2 separate regions of the Capsicum annuum genome follow, and region 2 is linked to region 1. Evidence: chromatin contacts called from public Hi-C data. All regions are on one chromosome and are shown on one strand. The core of a region is the stretch at or near the end of the contact, and the rest is flanking DNA. Distances in the headings are between cores, read along the strand shown. Region 1 holds the start of LOC107850867 (homeobox-leucine zipper protein ATHB-6). Region 2 has its middle 35 kb from the start of LOC107851369.

What was found. A called contact is a pair of places that touch in the nucleus more often than the background predicts.
Region 2: a Hi-C map of pericarp shows a contact between it and region 1, with 2.5 times the contacts expected there. The contact joins the enhancer-like site here to the promoter of LOC107850867 in region 1. A contact is called at or near these places in 4 of 5 Hi-C or Micro-C datasets (bud, leaf, pericarp and 1 more).

The regions. Positions count from the first base shown.
Region 1 is chr12:6,359,079-6,361,778 of UCD10Xv1.1, reverse strand. It overlaps LOC107850867 (homeobox-leucine zipper protein ATHB-6), which reads right to left and starts at 1,446. Exons shown (of 3, transcript XM_016695663.2): 1 at 784-1,446; 2 at 1-28. The coding sequence starts at 847.
Region 2 is chr12:6,401,693-6,404,392 of UCD10Xv1.1, reverse strand. No RefSeq gene overlaps it. Among protein-coding and RNA genes, the nearest start is that of LOC107851369, 35 kb to the left of the region's middle. Within about 2 kb of position 1,387, at least 2 of the 5 cell types and tissues checked have an H3K27ac peak or open chromatin away from gene starts, as enhancers often do. A contact at or near this core is called in pericarp, where this site is marked.

The DNA.
Region 1 (2,700 bases), core at 197-2,696:
CTTGATGAGTACACATGGTTCTGGTCATCTAAAACATTAACATAAACAAGAATATAAGCAAACACAATGATGAAAATTTATCTTCAAATATCTGTCTGGCTACGAAATATGATAAAAAAAATTTCACCTTTTAGGACTTCCACTCACGAAATTTTCTATTTTTTTCGAGTAAAATGTGTGTCCAAACACTACTTCAAAGACTCATTTTTTCAAGTTAGTTTCTAACTTTGAAATCTATGGTCAAACACATAATTGCCTCGAGGAAAGCTAAAAATGGTATAAAAGGTGAAGCACGAAAACTTACTAAAACAAGAAAAGGACCACCATGTTCTAGATTCAATTAAAAAATTCAGTTTTCAATATTCTCCATTTAGTTTCTTTATAACTAAAACACTAGGGATTGGAGCATAGAAAAAGCTTAAAGACAACAAAACATAAAATGGGGTTGTTCTTTTTCTCTTTCAAAATTGATCTATACATAGGAAACAACAACAATATACCCCGTAAAGTTCCATTAAGTAAGGTCTATTGATGGTAAAATGTACACAAACCTTACTAAACAAAACATAAACACTCTTAAGAAAATACGTAATAAAAATACAAGAGACAGTAGATAGTAACTATAGACCCGGCTCACAACAAACACAGTCCAAAAAAGACGTAATGAAAATAAGAAACACATTAGTAGACAGTAACCAAGACAACAGATAGTAGTGGAACGGTAAGCAAACCAACTATAACAAAAAAACGCTATATTTTCACTTAGAAAAATTTAACAAGTACCTGTAGTACTTGGACACATGGACATCAAAGCACCCAATGAATCAGAACTACCAAGTCTTTTCATAATTGTATGTATGATGATGATCCAAACTGTGTAACGCAAAGGTCAATATTTGTTCACTTGTTGATTTTCTTAAGCTTATTATTTACACAGAAACTGAGAAACAGAGCTGCAAAAGGAGATTAATTTTGTATTTTTTGGTTCTTTTATTTTTTTTTTCACTTCACTTCACTTATAACAAGAAGACAAGAAGGGAACAACTTCTTTCACTACTAAAACCAACCAAAATGGCAAAGTTTTTAGTGAAACTATTGATATTGTGTAACCCCTTTTCTTCTCTAGTAACCAAAGTTTCATTTTTCTCCTTTTTATATACTTCTTCCACCTCACAACAACCCATCAAGAATTAGAAGAAGAAAATCAAGAAACTAAAAAAAGGATTAAATTTGAAAACAGAAATAGTGGCTAAGTTTTAAATACTACTTTTTTTTAACCTATTTTTTACATCATTAACTTAAAAATCATATCTTGAAACACCCCACTAAATTTTTTTGGAAGAAAATGAATGTAGAAAGGATTTTTTTTTTTTTTTTTTTTTGAGAGAGGAGAATGAAGAAAAATTGAGATGAGAAAAAACCAGCTGGCCCTTGGTGTAACACTTTCTGTGAGTTTAAATAAAACCAAAGTTGAGTCAGATGTAGGGTTAAAATCTGACTGGGGTTAGGTGCTCTTGCAAAAGATTTTGGGGGGCGGGTGGGGGGCGGGGGGGAAGGGAAGTGAAATGAAATCCAAATTCAAGCTGAATGCAAATTGCTTTCTGGTGTACTGGTCACTGGCTATTCCTGTAATAGGGAGATATTCTTTTGGATTTAGCTTTATATTATATAAAATAAAAATATTATATTGTGTTATTACTAGTTGAGAATTTATCAAGAACGATCTAATCTATAGAATGTAGAAATAAGATTTATGTATATTTATTTTGCTTTAAACTTTACTTATGGGGTCATATCAGAGTATGTTATTGATGCTGTTGTATGTTCTGATATTCCTTTTATCCTAATTAATATGACGTTTTTCTTCTTAGTTAATCTAAAAGAGAATGATATTTTTTTATAGTTAATTTTATTCGTTAAAATATCTTCACATAAAATGAAATGAAGAAGAAGTAAAGCTATCTTAAGTTTTAAGCTCTAATTAAGTAAATCTAGTTGTTTTATTTAAATTTTGCAGACTCTTATTCCTTCGGTCTAAAAGAACATGACATATTTCTATTTTAATAATAATTTAATTTTAAAAATTTTAATTTACCATTAAAGAGATGATTTCTAGCAACAGAAATACATTAAAACTTATTTTAAATCATAAATATCAATAATCTGACTTTCATTCTTGATTTTATACTGATGTAATAATCACTTAAATTCCATTCACAAATAATTAGTTAAATCCACTTCTACGACTTTATTCTTAATTAAATTTCTTGAGTTTGAATTGCAAAGAAACCTTTGTTGGTTAGTAATTTTTTTATATATATACTCAATAGAAAAAATTCAAAAAAAAATATTTATTTTAATTCGTCTAAAAAGAATGTCATCTTGTTATAGTTAAAAATATTTTTTTAAAAAATTATTCTTAATAAAATAATTTATAAATCACACAAATATCTTAAAATTATTCTAGGCCATAAATTTTAAAAGCTTTTCTCTTTTTAAAAATAATAAGCCAACTCAAATGGTGCTAGATAATTGAAATAGATAATGTAATTTTTACATTTAAAATAAAATGTTGGATAAAAATATAAAAATAAAAAGTGAATATTATGTCAGGATAAGCTATATATATAGTGGTGATAAGCAGAAGAAGGAAATGGAAACGGCTCGGCTCGAGCTGAGCTGGCTAAAGAATTTGACACG
Region 2 (2,700 bases), core at 138-2,637, 43 kb before region 1:
TTAAAGATTGAGAACAAAGTCCCACATTGATGATTAATGAGATTGATGATCTCTTTATTTGGACAATCCTCTTCTGCATGAGCTAGCTTTTGGGATGTGAGTGAGTAAAATTTTTTTCTTAGCTACAAATCCTTAATATTCAAACCTTTTCTCATCTACAAATCCTTAATATTTTTTTTTCTGTGTACTGCCCACTTTTGTCCGGGGTTCGGGCCCACAGGACCCGGTAATGTTTTGTTTTCGTGTACGCCTAGCCCATGAAATTCTGGAAGTGTCATTGCCTTTCAAATAACAATCATGAAACCAAAATAGTCAGCTTTTAGCTCTTTTTCTTTCACATCTCATTCTTTCTTTCCCCTCTTTTATAAAGCACCACGCAGCTTAGGAAAAAATCGCACCTTAAAGATTTTAATGTAGACGGTCTATTTTAATACAAAAAATTAGTGGTTGCTTTGACGATTCAAACGTGTGGTCTATAGTAATATTGTTGCTAAGACTTATATTGGTCAAAAACAATTTAAGTTAATAAGATGTTAGTCATTTATTTATAATATAATTTATTTGATGATGTTGCATGAAATTTTATTTACTAATATGAAGATGTGAGTAGGTTATTTCAAAATTCTGAAATATTATCTAATGTAAAGAGCATACATGTTTTCTGTAAAGTTCTTTTTAATCTAAATTTTATATTATTCAAGCAAAATAAAATCATAAAGTTTAATATTAATCATAATTTTGGGGCCTCAAATTTTTGAAGGCCTAAAGCATTTTCACCTTTAGGAAGTCATGATATATAGTACAAACTTGTCCAATTTTTTTTGATTCGCAGCACGTAGAATTCATCGTAGAGAAAGCGATGCACACTAGTGATTTTTCTCATTCCCATAACTTTAATTTAAAATCTTTAATTAAGCACGAATGAATCTCATCAATTTCACAACACCCACAAAATCTTCAATTGAGAATTTGATTAGTAAGAAATGATTCACAAAAAAAAATGAAGAATGAATTTCTCCTTTGGGCGGACTCCATATGGGATAATTTGTTACTTGTAAAATTAAGGAATAAACACTTACTAAAGAACAGTCTGATGCATTCAAGCTAAAGCCTCCGCTATACGCAAAAATCAAATTATAAGAATCTACTATACGCAGCCATGTCGGAGAAAAATTGAAATTGTCTCCTATCTTGCAGCACCATATTCTAAAATAATGCACATATTGCTACAATGTGTTAATATAATAGCCTATCAATACATGTGGGGATTCTACCATTTGTCAAAAAGAATATTAATCTACCCACATTTTAGCCATATAGATCTATATATACTTGGCATAATTGTCACTATTAACCACTTAAATTTATTATAGAGTTTCCAATAAACTTTTGCCAACTCATGGTGTACCAAGTCTTTGAGACATAAATATTCTACTTTAGTATCAAATCAACAGCCAAATGACAGCATAAAAACACCAAGAATATTGTGAACCTTTTTGGGAAAATTATATAAGTGGAGTGGTCCTTTTAAATTGTTATTGCATAGTTTTTTAGGCCTACCATCAATGCAAATATTCCAAATGATCTATGTAAAGTTCTTTGATTTATTAGGCCACCTTTGTCTGGGTTTATAAAAGTTGTTAAGGGTATAGTCCCCGGGAAAACCAAACATTAGACGATCGTATAACATTTATAAGATTTTTATATATTGTAATCTAACGATTTTTTATAAGATTTTCAATTTATTCAAAAGGGATATTTAGACCATAGTCTAAAAAATTCATAAATTACAAGAGAAATAAAAAAAAAAGGGATCAATTATCTCAAAAAAGAACAATCGACAATATTTTTTTATGTGAACTCATCGGTGTTTTAAAAGGCGGGACGTTTTTGAGACATATGCAAATGATAAAATATGATAATTTTGAGACGAGTCTTTGGTTTTGAGTCGAGGGTCGATTGGAAACAACCTCTCTACTTCTTCGGAGGTAGTGGTATCAGGTATGAACTGCGTACATTTTATCCTCCCCAGACCTCACTATGTGGAAATACTCTAGATATGTTGTTGTTGAGACGTATGATAATAATATGAAGACCAATGATAAGTGAAGATATAAAATTCAAAGTTAAGTATTTTCTAAGAAAATGTGATATGATATTCGCCATTACGTGCTTTCAAATAGTAATTATGCAATGTAATGACTTGCTACTTGAGTTATTCTCAATCTTCTTATTCATATAGATGAAAAAAACTATTAAGCAACATTTATTTATCATAGAACTAGAAAATTGTAATTAGTCCATAGGCTAATAGATCCACCTATATTCTTTAATAAAAATATTGTATAATTGGTAACATGCTATTTTCAATGGGCAAATTTATCTTATGTGGATGGTTATGTCCCCATCTTTTGATCATAAATAAACAAGATAAATTAGAAGTTCAATAAAGTTTGAAAGTGAAAGCCTTAATTTCTTTTCCGAAAAAAATCAAATCGAATCAAAAGGATGACTACTTATCATTTGGGATCAAATTTAATTAATTTGGATAATCATTTTCCCTCTATTTGGGAATTTTTCTAATCACCTACTTAATCCCAAATTTGGTTACCGGTCTTTGTTCTCTTACATATGCCATAGTTTGTTTATTACATAATAATTAATTACTTAAATACAAGTTGACTATTTTATGAAAAAAAA